Linked DNA regions of Mus musculus: regions 2, 3, 4 and 5 are each linked to region 1. A link is a contact called in public promoter capture Hi-C data. All regions are on one chromosome and are shown on one strand. The core of a region is the stretch at or near the end of the contact, and the rest is flanking DNA. Distances in the headings are between cores, read along the strand shown. Region 1 holds the start of Stx8 (syntaxin 8). Region 2 overlaps Myh10 (myosin, heavy polypeptide 10, non-muscle). Region 3 holds the start of Myh10 (myosin, heavy polypeptide 10, non-muscle). Region 4 holds the start of Mfsd6l (major facilitator superfamily domain containing 6-like). Region 5 overlaps Pik3r6 (phosphoinositide-3-kinase regulatory subunit 5).

Region 1 (2,537 bases), core at 13-2,512:
GGCCCCTCCAGAATTAAAAAGGTTTCTCCCTTAATGTCCTACTTCCCTTCTATCCTGGTCTTAAACCTTTGAGTTCTTACTTTGGGAAAGACCCTTATTCATACTCCTACCGAGTTAGGCTCATTTGGTCTCTGGAGGAGCTTTATCTGAGCTCTTACACCCATGCCAGTTCCTGAGGCTCAGGAATGAGGCCCAGATCTGCCACCATCCTGGGGCGGGTGGTGCCTGGCCACACTCTTGCCGCTATTCCCACTGCCTCTCAGGCGCTACCAGGTCAGCGTCTCACTGTCCCTGAGGCATCAAATCATGGTTGCTCAAGGTCTCACCATTGAAGCCGATCACAGCCTGAAGCTCCAGTTCTGCTACATCCAGCTCGGGTAAAACTTGTTCTTCCATCCTGGAGAGTTTCAGCTCATTGATTCTTCAACTCCAGGGTGCAGCGTCTCCTGGTCGTCATGGTAACTGGCGCACGCATGCGTGCTAGGTTCATGCAGGAGCAGAAACCCAGCCCACTGTGTTTGAGTTGATTTCCCCTCTTGCAAATGTTGGGAGGACTTCCTTAGTATGTATTTTATCCATTCTGGAAATGTAGGTGGTAGGTTGACGCTAAGTGCACAAGGTAAATTTCCTCCTCTCCCGTGTACAGGTCTGTGACTTTTTAAAAACTATACAATTAAGCCCCTCGTGATGATTATTAAAAATAATTGAACACAGAATAATTGAGCACAGAGAATTGCCTATGATGAATAGGTTGCTATAAAAAACATGGCATTGATACTTCTTTTTAAAAGAAAAATTTAAAAAAATCACTAAAAACGTTTTAGTACAGTATGCAACTATTTTTATGTATGTATGTATGTATGTATGTATTCATGCATGTATGGTACATATGTTGCCTGTATGTATATTTCCTGCCTCAGCCATCCAAGTGCTGGAATTCCAGGCTTGAGTTATCACACCCAGCTTGTCTTGCTGTTTTGAATTAAGAAGAAAAATACAGAGAGCCGGGGTTGACGCGTTTCCATTCCCTGGGAAAATGTTTTGATTCTGCTCAACAATTTAACTATTTTTCTTGCGTCCAGCAATTCATGTGAATTAACAAAAATAGATTCTTGCTACCCACTCCCTTAGGGGTGCGCTCTGGGTAGCGGGGACGTCGTTCTGAGGTCAATTAAAACAGGTTTCACTTTGCAAACTCTGGGCTCGGGTCGCGCACTCTCCGAACTGCGGGGAATGAGCCGCACGGGCCGCCGTAGTCAGCTGCTACGAGCAGGAAGTGTCCCAGCTGCGGGCGGAGACTGCACCATGGCCCCGGACCCCTGGTGAGTTGCCGGTGATGGCAGCAGAGTATGGGGATTAACTTGGGGGTGGAACTGGCTTCCAGGGACTGGCAGAGACCCTGCCCATCTTTGAGCTTGAGGCTGGCGGCCTTAGGGATGAAGATCAGCGAGAATCCTCCCCCTGTTGAGGGGACTCAGCCACGTACTGCCTACTCGGTGCTAACTCTGTGGTCCTAGGGTAGGCTATGACCTGGGGGAGCTGGGACTTGAGCAATCGAATATTTGCCCCCCTTTTCTGGGGCTTCTTGCCCATCATGCTTGTGGCTGACTGCATGCATAGACTTCCCCAGGCTCCTGTAAAAGTGAGGTCAAAATAACCTTTTGGTGGGGTATCCCTTCACCCAGTAATCCCCAGAAAGGTTATAAACTGAAGTTCACACTCCATGGTCACCAGTTAGTAGCTAGTTGGGCACGGGTGCTATGGGCTTTTCACAGAAAACTTGTAGGACATTGGGAGGGGAAATTTTGCACTTTTCCTGCATCAGTAGCATGAAGACTTATGTCAGCACGAAGTAGGAAGTGCCTGATAAGGTCCATTTATTCAGCAAAGAGACCCCAAGGAGAGAATGATGAAAAACATCTTTGTACAAGGAACAAATTGCTATAAAGTCCTGACCTTCCTGATGAATAATTTATAACACTGCATTCCTATAAAGTTTGTGTTGGAGAATATGCCTTATGGTGGTGTTTCCGGTACAATTTGTAGTTGTTTGATGGCAGATAAATTTGAATATTAAGAGAGTGGATCCCAAGGTCAGAATTAGAGTTATCTGGGATCTAGGCTATTTGGGCCAGTTGCTGAATTGTTTGTTGTTGGTTTGTTTTTCAGTGTCTCGGGGAGCCCAAGTTGATCTTGAATCCCTGACCCTTTTGCTTCAGTCTCCAAAATGGTGGCTCTGCTACCAAGCCCAGCCAAGTGCTGAATTTTGTCCTAAAGTTTTAACTATTGTATACACCCCTGGTAGAAAATTGAGAGACTGCTGAGTATCTGAAGGGAGTAAAAAGCACCCCTATCCCTCGGAAGCAATCAGTGCTCACCTTTTTTTCCAATGCATTTATTGTTTGGATCTATATCCTGCTTGTATTTTACAAAGCAGGGAGGGAGCATTTCTCCATGTCCTTAAAAGGTAGTCTTAAAAACATGATTTTTAATGTGTATCAGTGCATCATCTGAGTGTACATAACTTATTTCAAATT
Region 2 (2,537 bases), core at 16-2,515, 750 kb after region 1:
CCTTGGCAAGCATGAGATGCTAATGATTATTTAATGTTTTCTTTCTGATGACTTAATTCATATTTGTGAGACTTTGTAATCCTTGTCCTCAGAAAACTGCCTAAGACATGTTGGACTTGGTTCTGATTAAATATGTGTCCTGTTCCAATGGCTTACCTCTGCCAGCCACAGTGCAGAGTGTGGCTCCTGATTTGTGTATTTTAGTTTTGAAGGTTTTGTTGTTTTTCATTCTATAATTATTTACCTCTTAAAAACATAAAGTGCAAGGCCACATGCAGTGGCGCACGCCTTAAATTCCAAGCACTTGGGAGGCAGAGGCAGAGGCAGAGGCAGAGGCAGAGGCAGAGGCAGGTGGATTTCTATGAGTTCAAGGCCAGCCTGGTCTACAAAGCAAGTCCAGGACAACCAGGGCTACACAGAGAAACCCTGTATAAAAACAAAACAAAACAATAACAACAACAACAAAACCCCCTGAAGTGCAGATGCTGTAGTATCTTGCCAGGCTATGACCTAACTTTTGACTGAAAAATTATGTTGTATTTAAGAATTCATTAATATGTGGTTATAACTTATTACTGTTATAACATAAACCCATTAACAATTGAGTTTGACTTCCTTTGTTCATCCTTAATAAAATACTTATAAAATTAAGTCTATTTTGTAGTGGACACTTTAAAAGCACAATGATGTTTCCATCTATGCATACTTTGTGTATGTCAACTGTAGCTATCACAAACATGTGTCATACTCATAATTCCTTCCAGCTTTTTGGAATACATGGTCTAAAGTCACCTCATAGTGCAGTAGCTATTCTGTTGCTGTAAAGTCATTTTTATTATCTTTGCTTGTTTTTTGTCGTCTGAGACTGGATTAATTATTGGAAGACTTGCCTGGAAGAAAGTGGAAGAGGGTGGTCTGGGAAGGCCAGGAGCAAGCTAAAGTTGCCGGAGTCTAGGCAAACAAGGCCAGGAGTCTGAGGTAGCAAGAGTGGCAAGCCATGGATCCATCCAGTCTCAGGCAACCACATAAGGTCAGATGAAGTCACACCAGTGGCCTCTAGTCAGGGGCCATCTCACTGGCTTCCCACTTCTGAGAGTGCATTAGAGCCTCAAGGAAAGCCAGAGAGCAGTGACAGAGATGGTCTGGTCACTTGGATTGTCTTGGCAAGCTTTCCTCTTGTTTTAGAATTAGTAACTGCTGCATTCAAAGCAGAGTGGTCCCTAGAGGGCTTTCTGCAGCAATTGCCAAGGATTCAGGCCTTATGAACACAGCTGTTCATTACAGTCCCCTCAGCTGTCCCAGGGGAGCTGGCCACAGAGCTTCAGCAACACTCCTAATCTGCCAGCCACCCCCATCTTCTTTAAGAGATTTGTGTGTCTTTATTTTATGTGTATGAGTGTTTTGGCTGTGTGTTTTATGCGTGTGCACCATGTGCTTGCCTGGTGCCGTGGAGGCCAGAAGAGGGTGTTAGATCCCCTGGGACTGGAGTGACAGACCGTTGTGAGCTGTTATGTGGGCGCTGAGAACTGGAAGAGTCTCTCTTCAAGAGCAGCAAGTGCTCTTAACCACTTACTCATCTCTCTGGCTCTTTGTAGCATCATGTTGCTGGTTATTTGGGCTAACCAACTAAAAGGTCTGTCTCATATACAGCCAAAAAGAGTGTCCTTTCCAAATGCCACAGTCCCCAGTGGCCTGGCACATCTGGAGCAGGGAACATATCTGGAGCCAGCAGGTTTCCCTATCTTTGTTTTTTTCAGTAGTGAGTTTTATAGAATATTGTCAGAAGTCGGTCTGAAAAGATGAAGAGAAGTGTCTAGCATGCCATTTTTTCTTCTTTTCTGAAATGTATGCTATTTTATTATTTCATGTGGAGAGTATTTTGCCTGATGGTATTTATGTACACCACGTGTGGGCTGAGTGCCTGAGGAAGGACTTCAGAGAGGGCATCAGATCCTCTGGGACTAGAGTTATAGATGGTTGTGAGTCACCACGTGGGTACTTCGAATTGAACCTAGGTCTTCTGCAAGAGCAGCCAGTGCTCTTAGTCGCTGAGCCATCTCTTCAGCCCTACTGTCATTTCTGAATGAAGGCTACCATGTGGTCAGGAAGGTTTCCTGAAGTCTTGTAATCCAGGCCATAGATTACTGAGGAGCATTTGGGTTATTGTGACAATGTTTACCATACTTAAAAGTACAAAACTCAATGTTTATTATCACATTTTAAAGTGATAAACCCATATAAAGTTAAGTTATTTTTTATGAAAAAATTTTAATACCAAAAGAGCTGCAAAGTAAATACTTTTTTTTCTTTTTTTGTAAATTCCTTCAATATCTTAGCAAAAGAGTTGGATTCTCATATTTGCTTCTGTATTCTATTTTTTGTGAAGTTACTTGAAAGAAATTTGGCTTTATGCAGATGTTTGAGAATTTGGGGGCTCCGCAGTGTAGAGCATTTGTTGCTCTTCTGGTTTGATTTCCAGCATCCATTGTGATTTGCCCACAACCATCTTAACTGTAGTTCCAAGGGATCTGATGCCC
Region 3 (2,537 bases), core at 24-2,523, 730 kb after region 1:
ACCTGGACAAAGGACAAAGAATTCTCACTTCCCCCGGAAGGGCTCTGCATTCAGCTGCCTTGGAGATTTCTCTGAATTCCACCAACCCTTTCTTATCACTTCCTGCCTTGTTTTCATTTTTTTTCTCACTTTAAAAAAAAAAATCAGTCTAGAAGTTTCTCAGGCATTTACAAAGTATCCATTAAAACACACACATATATACAATACTAAATACATAAAATCCTGAGGCAGTTTTAAAATAAAGTATTTTATATTTATCTTTTTATAAGAACAATAATCCATTTGGCTCTTGTGATTTTTTTACTTTATTATATTTATACATGTATAATTAAGAGTTGACTAGATTCTGCAGACATTTCATTACATTTTTTTTTTAACTTCAATTTTCCAGTTTCCTTATTTTGGAAGCCCACTCCCACCTGAGGTCCATGAACCTTTCTAAGGCACTTGAACCACTGGTTCTTTAGCCCTAGGGGCTATGACAACAGCACAGGAATCCTGCAAGCCCTACCCAGTTCCTCTTCCATAGAGAGCTGGAATGAATGAGTGAGTGAACAAATGAAGTCGCTCTCTGGTCTTCTCTGCCAGGCCCGTTTGCTTCTCGTATTTTTGGAATCTCAGCCCTGCCTAAGAGGCAGAGCAAGCAAACATCCAACTGCGGCGGGTCACGAGAGGAAGGAAGCATCAGTAAGGGGGGACTCCGGCCGCCACAGGGTTGCAGCCCGGTCAGGACAGAGCTTTAGCGCCCAGCCCGAGAGGCTCCCCTCCCCCACTGCAGGTGAGCCGCAAGCAGCGGCTCCCACCCACTGAAGCTCCAGGGTGACGTCAGGCCTCAGGACCGCGCTCCGGCCCCGCCCCTGCAGGCAGCTCCGGGAGCTGGCGATTCCTCGGCGAAAGCCGGTCCCGCTGAGGGACCCAGTGGCTGCGGCAAGCCTACGGGCCGCAGAACGCTCGAGTGGGTTGCAGCGGCGGCCCGACGCAATAGAGAGACGTGACCAGTGGGAGCTGGTGACTTGTGCTGCGGTACACCTGCCCCACTGTCCACCCAGCCCTGACTAGCGCAGCGCGCACACCCCAACAAGATCGGCGATCTCTGCCTCGCGGGATCGCCAGGCTCCTAGTTTCAGCTGTCCATCTCCCTCCAGAGTCAGCCAATCACCCGCCACTGCCCCGGCCGCACCTCCCGGAGTCTCTGACAGGCGTGAGTAGCAGCCTATGAGATTGGGAGTCTGTGGGTCTAGGTCGGGAGCGGGAGCCAATGAGCATCATTCCAGGTGGGTGGAGGGAGCGGGACTTGGGAAGGTAGCTTCGTTCGGGTTGCTAACGTCTTTCCTGGGAGATGGGCGCGCAAACCGACCAGTGGGTCTGGGGGCGGCAGTGATGGGCGTGGAGATGGCCCAATGAGGGTGGGAGTGGGTGGGGCAGGCGCGAGCAGCAGTGCTAAAGGAGCCCGGCGGAGGCAGCGGTGGGTTTGGAATTGAGACGCTGGATCTGTGGTCGCTGCTGGGGACGTGTGCCGGCGCCACCATCTTCGGCTGAAGGTGAGACGAGCAGTTGCCCGGGTCCGAGTGCGGCGTTCCGGGAGTGGGGACGGTTGAGGGAACAGGAGGGGAGGAACCGGGGCTGGGGAACTGGGCGAGCCTGGAGCACAGAGACGGAGCCCAGGCGGGAGCTGGGAAAGGGAGACTGGGCAGTGGAGAGCGGAGCTTGTGGAGATGACGAGACCCCAGTGTATGGAGATGAAGAGACCCCTGGAGGGGTGGGAAATGGGGTCCTTGAGAATGAGACCTCTTCATGGATCAGGGCCAGGTCATACGTGAGGACGACTCTTGAAAGGGATGAGAATGGAGATCTGGGGATGGGGATGTAGGGACCAACTCCTGGTTGCATTGGATCCCTGGAAGCGTGGGGTTGGGAGGTGAGTGCCCTAATAAGAGGCCGGAGGCGCCCGGCGTGTCTATCTCCTTTTAGGAGAGGACTGAGTCCTGGGATGTGATCTTGGTGCTGGGGGCCCAGGAAGGAAAGGGGACCCTGGGTGGGTTGCACCGTGGGTTAGGTGGAGTTAGATTTCCCCGGGTGCGACTGAAAGGTTCTCCGAAGACTCAGAAGGCGGACCCTGGATCTGTGCGGTTTAGGGACCAGTGGCCTGAAACTGCATGGTCTTGGGAGCATGCGACGGATGAGAGGCTCCAGAGCTGGTCTCGGGAAGGAGGGCTGGAGCTAGACCTCATGCCACGCTCGCTGGGGACCGTGGTGGACCGGGAGGTGGACACCGGGCGAGGCCTGGGCCGTTGGGGAGAACGAGGCGGGAAATGTGGCCCGGGCGCGTTGTAGCGGAGCGGCCGGGGGGAGGGTCAGCCGTCGCCTCTGGATCGCTTTATTGTGTAAGTGATCTGGTAATGGCTCGCCGCAGAATCTCTCCCTAGCCTTCTGTAGTTAGGGTGTCATACTCTGATCCTATAAAATCGAAGTGGATTTGGGTCGGAGGGAAGTTGAAGCTGTGGAGTCCTTGGCGTTGGCGGGGCTTTGTGGGCCTT
Region 4 (2,537 bases), core at 22-2,521, 590 kb after region 1:
CCCCTGCCTCCATCCCTCAAGTGTTAGACTCAGGCATGCGTCACCATACCCAGCTAGCAACTCTTAGTTTTTAAATTTTAATTTAATAACGTTTTAATCCTTAGGTTCTAAGTATCAGTGAGAGTCTGTCAGCCATATGGTAAGAGAAAGTGCGGAGGACCTTAGCTGTCTACCCGTCTCCTGAGAAATTACCATTTCAAATTTAGCTACACATACATATTGGCTGGCAAACACCCCCCACTCTCCAATCCACGGCCAAATTAGGTGCATTGAGCAAGCCTTGAATGAAAAATGAATGGACCAAATCAGAGCTGGGATACAGCTCAGTGGTAGAGATGGAGACCCTAGGTCTGAGAACAAATAATTCCCGCATCTGTAGCTGGATAGTTGGCCATTCTGGAGGAAAGCCTATGGTACACCTCCTCCCCCCCCCCCCCCCCATGATTTCAAGGGCTCGAATCTTAGTTCAGTTGAGAGAGGAAATGCCTCTGGGGAGAGAAAAAAATCTGGAGCCATTTCTCATGACCTGGATGCCACTGAATTCATGTGTGGAAACCTTTACTTGGCTAATAAACTATTTCTTTTGACCTGCAATTTTTAAGTATCTGTATTCACTTCCTCTACTGAGGTTCCTCTACTGAGGTTCCTCTACTGAGGTTCAAAGCCAGCTAAGAATCTCTGGAGTGCATTCCTAAACAGGGCAGGCAACAGCATTCTATTGAGTGTGTACATTGTGTACATACTGCCTGGGACTGTGAGGTGCTACCAGGATTGAATATATATATATATAAATGCCTTTCTGGGTGAACAGAGAGATTATTGACAAAAGTGCAAGCCAAGGAGGGGAAGTCTGAGTCCTCTGGTGATGGCCAGACAGAATTGGGATTTCACTTACAATCAACAGGACCAACTCTGTAGATCGCCACTGACCAGTGGGCCTATGAATACAGACCTGAGGACGAGGGATGTGTGAGGACCAGAGATGTGCAGATGTTCACTTCATTCTTCTCTTCCCGGACACATCCCCATCCTGACCCTGTCAGTTTCTCAGGCCTGAGGCAGTCCAGGCGCCCAGCAGCACCTGTGGTCAGAACGCGCCCAGCAAACCACAGGGCGTCCGTCATCCATTAGGTGGCGCAGGTGAGGCGCAGGTACAACAGGTGCAGCAGGTACAGTCAACAGGTGCGTGGGCTCCGCCCCCGCCGCGTCTCTCTCTTGGGGCGGGGCCACTTCCGGGAGGGTGGCCGGACATGGGGGCAAATAGCCGTTGGCTAGGTGACTGGAGGTGACGCAGTTTGGCTTGCTCGGAACCCTGAGCCAGCGATTCTCCCTTCCCAGGATATGGAGCGCCGCGCGCCCCGCATCTAACTTAGTCCTGTGTCCTTCCGGGTCTGGCAGAATCCCGTAACCATGAGCCCCAACCCGCAATGGGACGTCCCCAGGGCACTACGGGTGGCCAGGCTCTTCCACTTGGTGTGCGGAGTCCGGGATGCCTGTGTGACTCCGTTCCTGACCCTCTACCTGAGGCAACTGGGTGTGGCCGCGCCCTTGGTGGGCATCCTCATGGGAACCAAGCACCTGATCGCTACCTGCTGGATTCCCTTCTGTGCCTTCCTGGCCAAACGCTACCAGAAAAGGAGAATGTTTTTGACTGGCTCATTGCTGAGCTCCGCAGGCGCCAGCCTCCTGATGGTCCTCGTCCCACCGGTGGACAGAAATCTGGTCAACCACTTTTGTAATGGAAGCAGTAGAGTGGCCACCACTATCTTACCGCTGGGGGTCACACAAACTGTGATCATGACCCCTACCCAGGGGTCTGGAGCACCCAACCTCCCAGGCAGCAGGCACACCAGAGCCCTGGACACTTCTGGCTTTCCAAATGGATCTGAAGGAACATTTAGCGGTCTGCAGACCTATTTAGTGGGCTCTGTTGAAGGAGCCAGGACCACTACACAAGGCCTCCATCTTGTCACTTCTGGGTTGAGAGATAATTCCCAGAAAGGGACTTTTGAGGTAGGCAATGTTACCCTGAATCTACTTCCTGGAAGTACAGCTCTTGGAGGTCCCGTCAACTTGTCAAAGCCCCAGGGGGACACCCAGACCCCTGATCACTCCTCGAAAGGGTCACCGTGGACTTTCATCCTCTCCTTGGGAGTTGTTGTATTCTGGGAACTCCTGGCAGCCCCTCTGGAGCAGGTGGCGGATGACAGTCTTTATGAATACCTGGATTTCGTAGACGCCACTGATCGGAACAGAGACCTGTGGGTGTGGAAACTGTTAGGTGTATCAGCAGGTGTGTGTGGCATCGCAGCCTTGGTGGGGCATCTGGAATGCCTCCTCGTGGCCAATGGTCCTCAGGGCGTGATTTATTTCTACAGCTACTCGCTGGTCAGTACCCTGGCCTTAGCAGTGAGCACTGCCTTTCCTGTTCCCATAGACCAGCAACAGGGGCCCAGCTACAAAGCCATCAAAGCTCTGTCCCTCATAAGGGGTGACTCCCGCCTCATCCTCCTGGCCTTCACTGTCTTTTGGATAGG
Region 5 (2,537 bases), core at 29-2,528, 570 kb after region 1:
TGCAAGTCGTCCCTGGAGCTGGTGGCCTGCTATCTGTGTCCCAGAGCAAGCTACAGGAAGTGGGGTGTTGGAAGGGACCCAAGGTCAGCTAAATGTGGGAGGTGCTGGGTTAAGCACCATCTTCTCTAGTACTGGAGTTCTCAGGGATTTTAATATGTTTACTGATTGGCTGGGTGTGGTGGTGCACACCTTTAATCTCTATATTCAGGAGGCTGTGACAGGCAGATCTCCGGGAGTTCAAGGCCATCCTGAGCTACGTGGAGAATTCCAGGATTGCCAGGATCCTACATAGTGATCCTATCTCAAAAAAAAAAAAAAAAAAGACAAATAAATAAAAACAAAACAAAAGAAAGAAAAACAAAAGAAGAAATAGATTTACTGAGTAGCCTCAATGGGAGGAAACAGTAATGACTAAAGGACTGTGGTGGCCTTTGTGGAGCATCCCATGGGGGTTCTGTTCATATGGACAGTATTTGAGAAACAGGAGTCCTGTCCTCTCAACTTCAGGTGTCTTTGCCATCCTCATGCTCCCTGTTCTCCTGTCCCAGGGAAGGAACTGGTACTCTTCCTCCGCCCACGCTCGCAGCTGCGCCTCAGTGCTGATCTGGATGCCTTGGATCTACAAGGATTTAGGCTAGACCGGGACTTGGCCCGGGTGTCCACCGACAGTGGAATTGAGCGGGACCTCCCTTTGGGGAGCGATGAGCTTCCGGACCCCAGCAGCTCTGAGATGGAGCGGGCCGCCCTTCAACGCAAGGGGGGCATCAAGAAGCGTGTGTGGCCCCCTGACTTCTTCATGCCTGGCAGCTGGGATGGGCCCCCGGGGTTGCATCGGAGGACTGGCAGGCCTAGTGGGGACGGGGAGCTGCTACCTGGAGTCTCTCGGGTGCATACCGCCCGCGTGCTCGTTCTGGGGGATGACAGGATGCTAGGGCGCTTGGCCCAGGCTTACTACAGACTCAGGTAGGACCCTAAGGAGGGACTGTGGTATGGGTGCTTCTGGGATGGGCTGATGAAGTATTAGATGATGGGTATTAGAGGGACAAGAGAAAAGGCACGGGAGGGTAATGAAGGACATTGTAGAGTATCCCCAGTGCCCAGCCATCAGCTTGACAGGAAATGTCTACTGTTTCCATTTTGTAAACTGGTAAACGGGCTCAGAAAGATAGTATAAATTGCCCAAAGTCAGCACATGAAAAATGGCAACGCCAAGACTATTTGATGCCAACATCCAGCCCTCAGCTCTTACCCACCTACCGTGCTGTCTGTTGCTAGGAAACGGGAGACCAAGAAGTTCTGCCTCACTCCTAGACTCAGCCTACAGCTCTACTATATCCCTGTGCTGGCGCCTCAGGTGACTGGACAGGTGAGGGTTGGGGCCAAAGGGACCAAGGAAAAGGAGTGGAGGGGTCAAGTGCAGAGGTCTCATCAGAGAAGAGAGGGAGAGGTGGGGACCCACTGGCAGCCTGGCTCCCAGACTCAGGGACCAGAACCATTGCCTTAGACTGCAGAGTTGAGAGAAATTGGGGTGGGGTGGGGTGTCTTCCAGATCAGAAGCCAAGACTCAGGCTTTGTCACAGTAGCCTCTCCTCTGCTCAGCTGCCTCTACAAAACTGTCAGTGCTGATCAGTAACCGGAAGACCTTGACCACACCAGAGAGGAGATTAAGGATGAGCCAGAGCACTCAGGAGGCAGAGGCAGGCGGATTTCTGAGTTCGAGGCCAGCCTGGTCTACAGAATGAGTTCCAGCACAGCCAAGGCTACACAGAGAAACCCTGTCTCGAAAAAACAAACAAACAAACAAGGATGAGCCAGGAAGGAGCAGGGTTAGTGAGTTTATTAAAAAAATAGAGATGAGAAAGCGCATGCTTCAGGAGAGACAGAGACAGAGAGAGAGAAAAAGAGAGACAGAGACAGAGAGACAGAGAGAGACAGAGACACACAGACAGAGACACACGGACACAGAGAGAGAAGAGGAAGGGAGAAAGAGACAGGGTGAGGAGAGACTAAAGGAAAAGATGCCACTCACCCAAGGCTTTGCAAGAGCCTACTTTAACGATGCCTATAGTCAAGGTTTTACTATCTTGCTCAAAGGATGTAGTTTACAACCAACTTAAAACATGGAACAAAATATCATGTAATGTTAAAAAAAAAAAAGAGTGGTTTTACTTATCCTAAAGAATGTCCTCTGGTATATTCTAAAGAATGTCTCTGAGAGAGAATACCCCTTTCAGAGTTGAGAGAGGCAGTCAGCACAGGTCACCACGGGCAACACGCAGTTAAACTCAAGGCCACACATTCTGGCCCTAAGGAAGCATGGTCCATTTGTTGTTTTAATATTTTGGGAGAGTTGTTTGTTTTTGTTATATTGATACAGGGTTTCTCTATGTATCTCTAGCTGTTCTGAAACTTACTGTGCAGACCAGGCTGGCCTCGAACTCAGAGATCCTCTGCCTCTGCCTTCCAAGTGCTGGGATTAAAGGTGTGCGCCATGTCACTGCCTGACATGTTTTAACATCTTTGCTTGAGATTTTTTT

Evidence for each region. Promoter capture Hi-C pulls out the DNA fragments that hold promoters and counts their contacts.
Region 2: a promoter capture Hi-C map of pre-B cells shows a contact between it and region 1, with 7 times the contacts expected there. The contact joins the enhancer-like site here to the promoter of Stx8 in region 1. A contact is called at or near these places in 10 of 39 promoter capture datasets (the 3T3-L1 cell line, 3T3-L1-derived adipocytes, the C10 cell line and 6 more), 2 of 484 Hi-C or Micro-C datasets (cortical neurons and embryonic stem cells), 2 of 115 datasets of contacts at active chromatin or transcription factors (astrocytes and pro-B cells) and 1 of 9 other capture datasets (embryonic stem cells).
Region 3: a promoter capture Hi-C map of liver shows a contact between it and region 1, with 2.6 times the contacts expected there. The contact joins the promoter of Myh10 here to the promoter of Stx8 in region 1. A contact is called at or near these places in 11 of 39 promoter capture datasets (the 3T3-L1 cell line, the SN4741 cell line, cranial neural crest and 6 more), 1 of 15 datasets of contacts at CTCF or cohesin (the NIH/3T3 cell line), 1 of 484 Hi-C or Micro-C datasets (embryonic stem cells) and 7 of 115 datasets of contacts at active chromatin or transcription factors (astrocytes, embryonic forebrain, embryonic midbrain and 4 more).
Region 4: a contact with region 1 is called in a promoter capture Hi-C map of embryonic stem cells, with 4 times the contacts expected there. The contact joins the promoter of Mfsd6l here to the promoter of Stx8 in region 1. A contact is called at or near these places in 19 of 39 promoter capture datasets (the 3T3-L1 cell line, 3T3-L1-derived adipocytes, the C10 cell line and 11 more), 3 of 15 datasets of contacts at CTCF or cohesin (embryonic stem cells, large pre-B cells and pro-B cells), 6 of 484 Hi-C or Micro-C datasets (embryonic fibroblasts, embryonic stem cells, myocytes and 2 more), 3 of 115 datasets of contacts at active chromatin or transcription factors (astrocytes, embryonic basal ganglia and embryonic forebrain) and 2 of 9 other capture datasets (embryonic stem cells and liver).
Region 5: a promoter capture Hi-C map of hippocampal neurons shows a contact between it and region 1, with 2.6 times the contacts expected there. The contact joins the enhancer-like site here to the promoter of Stx8 in region 1. A contact is called at or near these places in 7 of 39 promoter capture datasets (the HPC-7 cell line, cranial neural crest, embryonic stem cells and 4 more) and 1 of 115 datasets of contacts at active chromatin or transcription factors (large pre-B cells).

What each region holds. Positions count from the first base shown.
Region 1 is chr11:67,965,196-67,967,732 of GRCm38.p6, forward strand. Stx8 (syntaxin 8) reads left to right here and starts at 1,263. Exons shown (of 8, transcript NM_018768.3): 1 at 1,263-1,322. The coding sequence starts at 1,306. Cfap52 (cilia and flagella associated protein 52) reads right to left here and starts at 447. Exons shown (of 14, transcript NM_027963.2): 1 at 327-447. The coding sequence starts at 396.
Region 2 is chr11:68,718,031-68,720,567 of GRCm38.p6, forward strand. All of the region lies in intron 2 of Myh10 (myosin, heavy polypeptide 10, non-muscle), which reads left to right. Among named protein-coding and RNA genes, the nearest start is that of Myh10, 27 kb to the left of the region's middle. Within about 2 kb of position 1,266, at least 33 of the 459 cell types and tissues checked have an H3K27ac peak or open chromatin away from gene starts, as enhancers often do. A contact at or near this core is called in pre-B cells and pro-B cells, where this site is marked.
Region 3 is chr11:68,690,642-68,693,178 of GRCm38.p6, forward strand. It overlaps Myh10 (myosin, heavy polypeptide 10, non-muscle), which reads left to right and starts at 1,274. Exons shown (of 41, transcript NM_175260.2): 1 at 1,274-1,541.
Region 4 is chr11:68,554,915-68,557,451 of GRCm38.p6, forward strand. Mfsd6l (major facilitator superfamily domain containing 6-like) reads left to right here and starts at 1,272. Exons shown (of 1, transcript NM_146004.1): 1 at 1,272-2,537. The coding sequence starts at 1,411.
Region 5 is chr11:68,532,918-68,535,454 of GRCm38.p6, forward strand. It overlaps Pik3r6 (phosphoinositide-3-kinase regulatory subunit 5), which reads left to right. Exons shown (of 20, transcript NM_001081566.2): 11 at 549-963; 12 at 1,276-1,366. Among named protein-coding and RNA genes, the nearest start is that of Mfsd6l, 22 kb to the right of the region's middle. Within about 2 kb of position 1,279, at least 13 of the 459 cell types and tissues checked have an H3K27ac peak or open chromatin away from gene starts, as enhancers often do. A contact at or near this core is called in hippocampal neurons, where this site is marked.